2 separate regions of the Macaca mulatta genome follow, and region 1 is linked to region 2. A link is a contact called in public Hi-C data. All regions are on one chromosome and are shown on one strand. Each heading gives the region's core, a stretch centred on a gene start, on an enhancer-like site or on the middle of the called end of the contact. The rest is flanking DNA. Distances are from core to core; before and after follow the strand shown.

Region 1 (6,890 bases), core at 1,135-3,634, 510 kb before region 2:
ATGTGGAAGGGCACCTTAGAGATCTTTTTAATTGTTCCCCCTCACTTCATGGTCTTTAATCGAGGTTTTACTTCTGCAGGGTCTGCACAGATCTTTCAGGGATAGCAGAGTTTTTGCTAACTGTGTTGTTATTGTGTAGACCCGTAGTACTTTTAGAGCTGGAAGGTGCCTTTGTACTTGCTTGGTTTGATGAAGAAATTGAGGCCCAGAGAGGTGACATGGCTATGCAGGACACACAGCTGGTTAGAAAGCACAGAATTGATTCGGTGGGTGCTTATGTATCTGCATGCTTGATTTAGGCTTGATCTGATCTGTCCCTCACAAACACAGACTAGAGCCTGGGACTTGGGTCACCGATGCTTGGAAATGTTATTTGGGAGTTTGGTTATGTTGTTTCCCCTTTGGAAAATGGTGATTTCTCATTTTGACTGAGGACTGAAATCTCAGAATGTTCCCTGGGCAGCACAGAAATATCAAAATGCTCTTAGGAGTCACATGTGTGAACGCTGAGGCCCGGGTGACTGTTCCGTTTGAAGGGTTAGCTCTACTTCCCATTTTTGGGAGTAGACTTAGTACCTAGAAAGGCACAGCAACCTGGGACATGCAGTCCAGACACAGCCAGTAAATGCATGCTGGAAATAGTAAGTGCAGTTGGGTAAACACCAAGCAAAACAAAAGCTTCGGGGAGTTGTTCGTTTTATCCAAAGGGAATACAGTTCCCAAGCTTTGTGAAACATGGATTTTAGGACCCAGGTTTTAAGTAGGTAGGTGGGTAGAAAGGCAGTGGGCAGAATTTTGAGATTATATATCGATGGTGAACAGGTCTTGTCACCGCTTGAGATGTGATTTACTTAGGATGTTGTATGATGAGAGGGATGTGACCTGAATTTTGAAAAGATGGGGGAGCCTGTGATTCTGAATAGCACTGCTCATTATTTGTGGTTGAACAATTGTGTATAAAACATAACATTTGTGTGATTAGTTTATTGTCATATCCAGTCAAATAGTACAGTGACCTCAGAATATGATTTTATGAATTTTGTTTCACTATTGAGATTATAGTTATGTAATTAGGATTCATTCTATAATATGAAGAGTTTTTTGGTTAATATATATTTCTGAGCTTGGGAAAACTTTTATTTAAGCAATAAATTGAGTACCTGGAGTATTATTACAGCAGATGGGACAATAATGATCTGGGCCACCTTTTTTTTTTTTTTTTTAGACAGAGTCTCTCTCTGTCACCCAGGCTATAGTGCAGTGGTGCGGTCTCAGCTCACTGCAACCTCTGCTTCCCGGGTTCAAGTGATTCTCCTGCTTCAGCCTCCCCAGTAGCTGAGACTACAGGAGCACGTTACCATGGCTGGCTAATTTTTATGTTTTTAGTAGAGATGGGGTTTCACCATGTTGGTCAGGCTGGTCTCAAACTCCTGAGCTCAGGTGATCCACCTGCCTCAGCCTCCCAAAGTGCTGGGATTACAGGCGTGAACCACCGTGCCTGGCTGGGCAAAATTTTTAAAGCTAAGCTTTGATATGTTTACTCTCCAGACATTAAAAGCAAAATAACCTTGTTTATTGGGCAAGAATGTAGCTGAACTTACTTTTTTAAAATAATCATTGGGAATTACCCTTAAGAAAAACAACATTATGAATCTCAGAAAGTTTTCCAGTTTAAGACATCTGTTTTTTTTTTTCTCTTTTTCATTCAGTTTCTACCCCTGATGATTAACACAGTGCCTAGCATAAAGACTCAGTGAGTGTTTGTGAAAATGAAAGTATAAACTTAAGAGGAAAGGGAAAGTGACTAACTTATCAGCAGTGTTAGGAGAGCATTTCTCTTTTTAGTGCATCTAGTAGACTTCTTTTATCTACAGCACACACATTTAAAAATGGAAAATTAGTTTGTTTTACAAAACTACACTGTGAAAATTGGTTTTTATAATTGTAATTCTACAATGCCTTGCAACATACTAAGTCATCCAAGAAGGATGAAACTATTCTCAAAACAGCTTTATTGTAACATATCTTTTTGTAATCTAATCCTTTGAAAACTGCATGCCCATATTTGGTATGAAACTGGCAACTTGCTATTAACTAGGACATGCAATGGATGCAACATGCCCCATGGCCTAAACATGCAAAGTAGATGCTTCCTGTCATTGGTGTTCACCAGCAGCAATCCTATTTAATATTAGCCTGTTAAGCTTTTTTGATGATAAAATGATATTGAAGGGGTTCTCATGGGCCTGGATGTGAAGAGATGTTCTCTACTGGCTTATGATTTAACACATTGCGTGAACCCAGCCAACATGGCCTTGAAAGGGAGTTTGGCAAGGACCGTTGTGTAAGAAATGCTGTAACAGGGCTAAAATAATTCTTCTTTTTCCTGGCAATGTTTTACAAAGCCTGCTTGGCAGAGACATCGAAGATACATAGCATCGCAGAGCTGCAAGGCAGTTGAATGGAACAGCTTCCCATCCCTTGCTTAAATCACATTCTCTGCAATCTCTGTGCCAGGAGGCTGGCCATCCCTAAAAGGAAAAACTACCTTTTTTTTCTGTGTAGCCCCTGCAGTTCATGGTCAGCTCTGATTAATAGTTCTTCCTCCCTTTGAATAGAATCTTCTTTCCTTGTAGCTTCTCCTTACAGGCCTTGATTCTTTTCCCTGGGGTGAACAAAACAATATTTTTTTCTGTCTTTAGCATCACAGCCCCATGGATAAAATGTTTGCAAACTCATGGTAAGTCTGGATTGAACTTTTCTACCTTCCTCTTTCTCTTCAACTTTCCTCCTCCTTCAAGGCCCAGTTCAATTGCTACCCACTCTGTGGCGCCTTCACAGATAAATATTCATTGCACTTTTAATTGTCCTCTTAATATTTCTTTGCTTGTCCTTCAGTTACAGTTTCCTAGTATTCTCGGTAGTTGCCAACCTGCCTGCTTTCCTGACTAGTTGATAAGCTGGCTCTGTATCTTGTTAGAATTTAGGACTTCTGTGTACAAATACTAAGTGCCCATCAATTGCCAAATTGAAATAGCACTGGAGTGACAGATAAGGGTATAGATAGATGTGGGTAATGTCCATAGATGGACCTCAACATGCCCTGTCCATGGACCTATCCAGAAAAATAAATAAAAGTTGATTTGTCATTTCCATGAAAGTCCATAGTAGGTGTTCTTGATTGGTGAGGACACCTGTTCTCCATAGGGTCATTCAGAGAGCCAGGCTGACAGAGCCTCTGCCAACTTGGTCATCTCCATCCACTTGAGCTGGAAGTGGGGAAAACAACATGAAGTAGTGAGTATGGAAGTCTAATGGGCCCTGCCTAAATGGTTATAATTCCATTGGCTAGAACTTGGTTATGTGGCCACTCCAGCTGCAAAAGAGACGGAAATGTGGTCTGGCTGTGAGCCCAGGAAAACAAAATTTTGGTGAATATTTAGCTATCCCTGCCTCAGCACACTTAGGTTAAATTTAAGTGTTATGGTCACTTTCTTTGCAAATGGTGTTATGGTTTCATTGTAAACAGGTTTTATTTTATAATCATGGCATGCTAAAAATTCCTACAGTGTCCTTTAGAGAATCTGTTTAGTTGGTGGAATTTAAAATTTTTTCTGCATTCATAATGTTGTTTTTAATCAGGAGGATCACAATTTCAAACACAGTTCAGTTTTTTTTTTAAGGTATTTTATGTTGTTTTGAAATTCCTATTTCCACTGAGGAAACTTAAATGTCTTTAGTGTTAGCTGGTCTCGAGTTAGCGTCATCTTTTTGTGGTAGTCAGTTCAACATTCACTTACCCTCTGGGCTGTTTCTCTCTTCCCCTTGGGGCTCCCATCCCATCTTCCTCTCCAAGGTGGCATCTGGATAAAGATGTGGTGTTTAAGTATGGCATTGGGGGCGAGCATCCTGGTTCTTCTGCTCCCCATGGGTCTCCAGTGACCTCAGCATACAGCTGTTGGTCTGCTCCTGTCCTGGGAGGTCTTTACATGCAGCTGGTTTCATCTCATTGTTTTAGAGACCTTGATGACATGTGCTATTGAAATCGGGAGCCTGGCCACAGGCACTAGTTAGAAGCTGTCCTCCATTCTCACATCTCATAAGACCTCTGGCCTCTTTGGCCTCATGGTGCTCTTAGCTCTTTTGTGTTCTGTTTGGAAGTCTGCAAACCCTCCTTGACTGATTTCTCCACACTGTGCCAGAACATGCAAGGTGCAGTGAAACTGGCCCCTTCCTCAACAGTTGCTAAGTCACCATCAGGGGTTGTCAAACCTGAAGCTTCTAGAATCTGATGGTTGGGTGGGTCCTAGAGCTTTTTAAAGAAAGCAATTCAAAAATGTTTTAAGTTTGCAAATTGTATAAAAGTATGTAACTGTATTTGGGATCACATAGTGAGGGGTCCTCCTAGAGCTTTGGAAGGAGCTTGTGAGTGAGAGGCCTAAAGCCCAAGCTTCATTAGCTTTCCAATAAATCCACCTTTAGCAGTTTTAGTGCCTCATTCTCTTCCTCTCCACTCAACCTCTGCCTCCAAACACCCCAGGCTTGGATTCTGAAGGGGGAGTATTGCATTTCAACCCAGCTGCAATTCAGTGCTGGCACAAACTAGCCAGACTTAGCACAGACTCCATAAGTTGAAGGGCACAGTCCCCAACAAGACTTCCCTGACTTCAGACACCAGCCACACTTTGGGGGTCCCGAGGCCCCCCCACCCTTTTGACTGACTGTAAATCCAGGGGCTCATGAACCCTTTGGGTTTGATAATTTGCTAGAATAACTCACAGAACTCAGGAAAGTGCCATTAGCAACCGATTCAGATTCTTTATGAAGTATACAAATCAAGAGAACTAGGCCAGACACTGTGGCTCACGCCTGTAATCCCAGCACTTTGGGAGGGTGAGGCAGGTGGATCATGAGGTCAGGAGATCGAGACCATCCTGGCTAACATGGTGAAACCTCATCTCTACTAAAAATACAAAAAATTAGCCAGGCGTGGTGGCACGTGCTTGTAATCCCAGCTACTCGGGAGGCTGAGGCAGGGGAATCGCTTGAACCCAGGAGGTGGAGGTTGCAATGACCCGAGATGGCGCCATTGCACTCCAGCCTGGGCAACAGAGCTAGACTCTATCTCGAAAAAAGAGGACTAGCCAAATGAATGGAGGCACAAGATGCAGTCTGGGAGGAAACCTGGACTCCTCTGTCTGCTCCTCATGGAGTCAGCGTCCATCAGTCTTCCAGCTCATCAGTGTGTTCACTAACCAGGGAGTGCTACTGGGCCTAGATGTCCAGAGTTTTCAGTGGGGTTTCATAATGTATAGGCATGATTGATTAGATCATTGACCACGTGCTTGAACTCATTCCCCAGCCTCTCTGCCCTCCCTGGAGGTCAGACTAGCTCAAAACCCCAACCCTCTAGTCATGTGGTTGGTCTTTCTGGTGACCAGTGCCCATCCAGAGCCATTTAGGGGCGTATCACACAGGACAGCTCATTATTTGAACAAAGTTATTCCTATCACTACGGAGATGTCAAACATTATAGAAACTCCATGCCAGGAACCCAGGACAAAGACCAGACAAATTCTTAGTTTTGAGGCAGGATCTCACTCTGTTATCTAGGCCGGAGTGTAGTGGTGTAATCTTGGCTCACAGCAGCCTTGACCTCCCAGGCTCCAGCAATCCTCCTACCTCAGCCTCCTGAGTACCTAGGACTATAGGTGCACGCCACCATGCCCAGCTAATTTTTGTATTTTTTGTAGAGTCGGGGTTTTGCCCCATTTGCCAGGCTAGTCCCAAACTCCTAAGCTCCAGTGATCCACCTGCCTTCATCTCCCAAAGTGTTGAGATTACAGGTATAAGCCACCACGCCTGGCCTGACAGAGTCTTTATTATGTAATAGGTAGTTAGTAATATCTTCAGTCCTGACCGTACTTCTCTTCCTCTTGACTCCTGTTTCCTCCATGGAAGAAGGCTCACCTCCTTGCCTTCCTGTCATGTTCTCGAGTGATAGCACCATGTGCTGTGGCTTCTGGTACCATTCTGAGACTCCCGGTCCACCAGGTTTGCCTTTTGATTGTAAAGGTGGTGAAGGGAATTCACGACCCTATTTTGGAAGTCAAAGGTGTTGTCATTTTTGTCTTTGCATACCAACTTTATCTTAGTTCTGCTCAAGGCAATGAGTAACTACCCGAACAAGGGATGGCTCTTTTAGAAAGTGTGAAAGAGAATATTAACATGGTTAACAAATATTCCATCCATTACAATTTTGTAACTTTCCCATGGTGTGCCCAAAGTGATAACAGTGATATATTACAGATTACACATATATGTGTGTGTGTATATGTGTGTGTGTGTGTGTGTAATTGCGCATGCACAAGAAATGATCCATCTTGGTTATGTCTTGGAAACACATATTTGCTTCTTTATGTGTGAGAGCAGGCATTCCATCTACCTAAATTCTGACAAGCCCAGTGGGCCGGAGTTTTCTGGTTTAATGTCAGCCCTGTGTACACTGGCTGTGCTGTTTCTAGCACCATAAGGCAGTCATCATTATTGAGCCAGGGGCTCTGCAAAATTGGGGTGATTACAGAGCCAAAAAGCGGGCTGGAGGGTGGTGGTGGTTTCTGGAATTTATGTTTTACTATTCTTCCTGTTCCTTTGCTCTTTCTGCCAACTTCAGAATCCTTCCCTTCCTTAAAACATTTAGTGATATCCCTGAATTTATTTAATTGCTGCATGAGTGAGTTTTGCCCCACAGCACTTCAAGATAATTGGAATGCATTCTAGCTCATGTGCTCTGGATAATATGCAATTGCCAGCCAGCTGGAGAGTAGTATGCCTTTGTCTCACAGTGTCTTAAGACTGTAATTTTAAAAAGTTTCTCCTATTTGCTGGTG
Region 2 (6,043 bases), core at 1,055-3,554:
AGTATACCTATATCTCTGAGAAAAGTATTAAATCAAGTCATATGACTGTTTATTAATGATGCCTCTTTTCGTATTGATTCCACCCATCCCCTCTACTCCTTTCCTCTTGTGTACAGCGACAGCTCATCAGATGGCATTTCAGAACCCTGAGAATATGAAAGACATCAGGCACTAAGGTTTTCCCATCACATCTCAATGCCGTTTGGTGAATAACACCAGCATGCATCTTCACTACTAAATGTCATAAAAACAAATTTTAGTTGTTTCACATACAACCTGTGTGACTGCTGCAGTTTGTATCAACTATGTAACCACAGGGTGGGCAAAATAGCATTCAAAATGAACTATAGTGCAAGATCCCCTCCATACCTAGAGTTAAGCCCTTTCAGGCTTAGCAGTCACAATCAGGGTATCTTTGGTCCCACAGAAACATATCCTGACTTGGAATTTTCCTCTCCTGTGTGTTTACTGGATATAGTAAGTTCCTAACAGACATCTCCCCTGATTGCTAGCCTTGACAAATTTCCACAAGAACCAGGGCAAGGAGAAGACAGTGAGGCAGTGCCCACTACTCTTCAGATCACCAACAGAATAGAGTCAGAATATGATATTATTGAAATCTTCCAAGTTTGAATCAAGATAAAAACAACTTTTTAAAAATACCTAAAAACCTTTTATTTAAGAAAGTGAAATCGCTCAATGTGCCCTCCCACTCTGGTTAGATGCTTAGCAGACCACAGCAGACAATGCACCTCAACCAGGGCTAAGTGTGCAAGAAAACTGAAGTACACAAAAAGCAAATTATAGACTCAGGTACTGTCAGGCACAAAAGAAGAATCAGTCCTTTCTAGGAGTCTTGCCTTTGCTTCCTTTATTCTTTCCTCGATTCTTGTAATTGAATGTTACAAAGTATATCAAGAGGAATAAACGTATGGGTCCCGTCTCTTCCAAACAAGAAAAGGTTAAGCTTTTAATTACAGGCCCTCAAACTATCATTTTGTGCAATTAGCAATTAACTATAATCGTTGATGAGCAAACGCAAAGCTGCGCTAGCAATTTCCCTTCTCCTTATCCCAGGCTGGGTTATTTTAGTCTTGTTCTATTACAGAGGAGCAGTCACAACCGCGCGCACTCTTTCTTTCAAACATACACACTCTCTCACTTAAAGACACATTTAGTTTTTAGGAAAATGGCATCTCAGCGTGCGATTGAGACCGACATCCCAAACCCCACATTTGAGCGCCCCAAACGTTTGGAGCCCCTCAGCTTCATCACTTTCTGAGTGGAGAGAGGAGGCCCGAAGAAGATGCTACCTACCATCCTCTCTCAGGGGCGCAGGAGAGGGTGGTAGAGAGATGATTGTTGCCCCTGGAAACTGCAAGTACCCCCCAGGTGCACGCCCCGTTAGTGGGGAGGCAGTGGCAATAGCAACGATAGTTGCATCAGCGCTAACTGCTGCTGCTGCTGCATGTTCTGCTGGCGGCTGCCGGGAGGGTACAGTAATGACTGTAGAGAGCGCACAGCTGCTGCGGCGGCAGGTTCCCTGGATCAGGAAATTAGGACAGGCACCGGGGATTGGAGACGAGGGCGGTGCGCGAGCCAACCAGCGGCCGCCCCGGGCCCCCGTGAGCTCCAGGCGGCCTCGCGGAGCAGCCGGGCCCCTAAAGCAGCCCGGGTGGCGACGGCGGCGGCGGCGGCCACAGCCACGACCACGGTCACTCATGCACGCACGCTCACACTCGCACACTCCCGGCGCGGGCACCCAGCTGCCCGGCGCGTGTAAGAGGAGCGCGTCGAGGGAAAGGAGGACTGAAGCCGCCGCGCTCCCGCCCGCCCGCCGCGCCTCCCGTTGACCACTCCCCCTCCTGCCCCCTCCCCGCTCCTCACCCCGAGCTCCAGCCGCCGCCGGTGTGGGTGCTCCGCTACCGGCTCCTCTCTGTTCTGTCCTCTCTTCTGCTCTTGGCTCCCCACCCCCTCTCCCTTCCTTCCCCTCCCCTTCCCTCCCCTCCTCTGCAGCGCCTGCATTATTTTCTGCCCGCAGGCTCGGCTTGCACTGCTGCTGCAGCCCAGGGAGGTGGATGGGTGGGTGGGTTGGCTGGTGGGGAGGAGATTGTGCAAGTTGTAGGGGAGGGGGTGCCCTCTTGTTCCCCGCTCCCTTCCCCCCCAACTCCTTCCCCCTCCTTCTCCCCCTTTCCCCTCCCCGCCCCCACCTTCTTCCTCCTTTCGGAAGGGCTGGTAACTTGTTGTGCGGAGCGAACGGCGGCGGCGGCGGCGGCGGCGGCGGCACCATCCAGGCGGGCACCATGGGCACGTCCGCGCGCTGGGCGCTCTGGCTGCTGCTCGCGCTGTGCTGGGCGCCCTGGGAGAGCGGCGCCACCGGAACCGGTGAGTGAGGACGCGCCCCTCCGCCGGCGGCCGGGACCCAGCCGGGGCACCGGGAGACCCCGAGGCGCAGGTCTCCGTTTGCCCACCGCCTCCTAGGAGGCGCCTCTCGGCTCTCTCTTGCCTTCTCTCCCTCCCCTCAGTGGTGGCGCCTCTGAGCTGTCAGCGCCGCGGCTAAAGGGAGCTGGGCTTGGGGAACAGTGGGGTTTGGGGTGTCCTGACGCCTCGCCTGAACTAGTCTTCGATCCCTCACACCGCCTCCCCCAAAGCCGCTGCTTTGCCTCGTTTCTCGCCCCCTTGACAGGGGCTGAGGTATGTGGGCTTCTGAGCATTGAACAATGGTTCTGCCTCCTCTGCCAGGCGGAGTGTTAGGAAGGAGGTAGAGGGCCGAGACGTGCGCGGCAGCCCGGGGCGCGCGCCTCGAACCTCAGGGAGTGTGGGAGCGGACGGTGGGCGAAGGTGAGGGCCTCCGGGGACGCGGGGCGCCAGGTGCGGGCCGGGGCTCGGAGTCTTCCGGCGGCCGTGAGCGGGCGCACGTTCGGTGGGCGGCAGCCGGGAGGCTCCGCGGAGCCGCGGGCAGTGCGCAGTCTGCGCACCCAGACTGCGTCTCCCCCGGCGCGGGGCCGCCTCTCCGGCGTGCGGGGTAGGGGAGGAGCGGGCTTTACGCAGGACTGTCCTCTGGGTGCTTCTCCCCTCCCTTTTCCACGCCTCGGGCGGCATTTGGAAACCTCTCGGGTCTCTCGTGTAGCTGAATGGGGAGGGGGAATGGAACGAAGACTTAATCAGGTTAGTTTGCTGATCCTCCTTCCCGTTGACGTTTCCTCGAGAGGAATTGAGTCCTAGGCTAGTGACTGTAATTAGCCTTCATTCTAAACAATAAATCAAAGGAACAGCGCGAGAGCGAGTGTGTGGCCCTGTCTTGTTGAGAAGGGCGGTGTGACTACTGTCGGGTCCCTAGAGTCTGCCGCAGGGGCTTGGGGGCCCTGCCTGGTCTTCAGCCACGTTCCCACTTGGGGCCTCATAACTTTCCTGGACAAGCGACAGGAAGCCCTTCTAAGAGGACTCAGTCAGAATCCTAGCGCGTCCCAGAAGTGATCTTCAGATGTGACGCCAAGGGGCTTGTTTGCCAGCTGCGGGGAATTGGGACTGAAAGCCGCCCCAGCCCGAAACACCCATTCCAGAGTCCCTAGCTCCAGTAGCCAGGTGGCTTAAGGGGCCCTGCCTGCCTGCAGTCACGTGCTCCTGAAGTGAGAGCGAACTTTAAAGTTTGTGGTCAAGGAGCCTCTCGGGCAATGCCTGGGGTTTTTACGTCTCCGAATGCCCCTGCCCTTTAGTTGCCACTGTCCGGAGGGTGTGAACTGGGATTGGCCTTTCTGCCCTCTGCGATTGGCTGGCAGTGCGATCACGTTTAGGTTGATCACATGGTTCCGCGGACTCCTAAGCGAGCAGCACGGGAAGTGTTATTTTCAATGGAAAGTAGGAGACTCCACAAGCTCCTCAAATGCCTTCCCCTGCCTGGACTCTTTGAAGAGGACGAATGTGTAGTGAACATGGAATCTGATGTGTAACAAGCCTGAGAGCCTAGAAAAGCTCTGCTTACAAGAGTTTTCAAACGCTAGCATTAATCATTAATGGATGAGTAATACTAACTTATTAAACGATTTCTCAGTATAGTGCCATGACTTGTATTATGCCTTTTGAAACATTTCAAAACACTAAGGTATACCAGGAGGGACAATTATCCAGGAAGGTGAGAGAAAACTTTCATTTTTGCTGCATGTCCCTTCCACTAGAGGTTAACTTTACCTTATAGAATGTTAGGAGTGCACCTAAACTGACTTGAGTTAGTCAAAGCCAGATATTCACCTTGTATTAGGCAGGTGAGGATCCTCTTTGTCACATGTGAAATATTTGACATGCCATGAACAATGGAAAAAACAAATTCTTCAAAGGAAAGGAGGCAGATTCTTTCAGAACTGGAGGAAATTTGGGCTGAGGCAGGTATTGACTCTAAACCAATCCCAACTGGCATCTGTCTTAAGTTCAAAGTCCCAGGGTATGTGGGCTCACTTCCTACCCTGGAGCTTCTACGCTCGCCCTGTCTCTCCACTGGCACATGGTGCTGTTCCAGGTACTCCTGGACAAGGCAGGTGAGCACCGAGACTCTGGCAAGGAACTTAAAGCTATTGAGAAGTTGGTATATCTGATTGCACAATTGCTGGGGGTTCTAGGACATTTTCCTCCAGCCTGAGTAGTCAGGATTAAGATCTGTGGTATGATATATTCTTGAAGGTCAAAGTCTAAAAATCCAAGGTTTTGTGAGAGCTATTCATATATGGCTAGCAACTAGACTAAGAGTAGAAGGAAACTTCCCTCACTGTGAGAAGTGGGTTGGTGTTACTGGTGGTAGTAGTAGACCTGGAGGGAAGAAACTGGAAGGCATGGAAAGTAAACTTGGCTCATCCAGATACCACCAATGAAGGTATGACGATAGTAACCCTTATCAAAACCTGATCACTCATGTGAGCAAGGACTGTATAAAGGAAGGTCACCAGCCAAGCCCTTCTTGGCAGTAACAGCTTCTTGAAACCTAGTGTAGCTTTGTTCCCTGAATCACCCTCTTGCCCACTTTATGTGGCATTTACCTATAGTGCCTGTCCTGTGTCGTTTTGATTGTTTGCTTTTATGGCCTGAGTCCCCAGATACCTAAAGCATGTATAAAGGTCAAGTAGAGCTGCCAATATTAAGACTTTAGTACAATAGACTGCTATTTAACACTAAATGTTGCTAGCAAAGGTGACAGCCTCCATGCTCAAAAGAAGTGAAGACCTGATCCAAGTGTCTCTACCTGTCATAAAATTGAATAACCATAAACTTGACTTGACTAGTTTTATTACAATTTTGGAAGAGGAAGAAAGTTGTTACAAGCCTCTTCTGCTCCAGGAGAGGTAACAAACTGATGATACTTAACAAGGACTCCTAGAGTAGAACATGACCATAAGATCAAGGGAACAGATAGTACCCAGCCGTATGGCTTCAGGTTTTGATCCCAAACCTTGAAGACTTGGCACACAGCATAGAATTCATTTTAAATATCTAGCCCATTTTCTATTTCTCACAGAATGTAAATAAAGTCGTTCTTTTCAGTGCATGGAAAAGTGCTTAAAACGAGGCAGTTGCCTACATGACTTAAAGTAATGATTGCATTCACTTTGGATACTGACTTTCATTTGGAAAACCACCTTCATATACTAGCCTAAGAAATTAATGCGTTAAAGGGCTTGATGAGGTCTATAGTGATGTTCATCGTAAATGTGCCTGCCTTAGGGAGCTCCTTGTGGTGGCTAATACAACTGCCCTCTCCATGGTTGGTTGATTAAATTCAAAATTGCTTAGTTTGGTCCCTACTAATTAATTAATCTCAAAAGACTACTTGGACAACAGCATGATAGACTGCTTTCAAGGCAAACAGTCCAAAAATACCGTCTACTGAGGTTATGGGCGAGATAGACTTGTTAAGCAGAAGTAAGTAGTCCAGGGACAATTTGGGACAATTTTTTCTGCCACCTAAGAGTTTTGGGCTGGAAAATCTGAGGACTGACAGTTCTTCTGAAGAGCTGGGGCAGAGTCTAACCTAGCTATAGGAGAATCTGGCTTTTAA

Evidence for each region. Hi-C and Micro-C count contacts between places; a contact is called where the count stands out from the background.
Region 1: a Hi-C map of fetal cortical plate shows a contact between it and region 2, with 2.3 times the contacts expected there. The contact joins the enhancer-like site here to the promoter of VLDLR in region 2. A contact is called at or near these places in 2 of 14 Hi-C or Micro-C datasets (fetal cortex germinal zone and fetal cortical plate).

Annotation. Positions count from the first base shown.
Region 1 is chr15:97,336,250-97,343,139 of T2T-MMU8v2.0, reverse strand. All of the region lies in intron 29 of SMARCA2 (SWI/SNF related, matrix associated, actin dependent regulator of chromatin, subfamily a, member 2), which reads left to right. Among named protein-coding and RNA genes, the nearest start is that of SMARCA2, 160 kb to the left of the region's middle. Within about 2 kb of position 2,384, at least 16 of the 40 cell types and tissues checked have an H3K27ac peak or open chromatin away from gene starts, as enhancers often do. A contact at or near this core is called in fetal cortical plate, where this site is marked.
Region 2 is chr15:96,831,666-96,837,708 of T2T-MMU8v2.0, reverse strand. VLDLR (very low density lipoprotein receptor) reads left to right here and starts at 2,304. Exons shown (of 19, transcript NM_001032907.1): 1 at 2,304-2,385. The coding sequence starts at 2,304. It overlaps LOC106993776, which reads right to left and starts at 4,056. Exons shown (of 2, transcript XM_077966128.1): 1 at 2,211-4,056. The coding sequence starts at 3,102. The coding sequence ends at 2,632.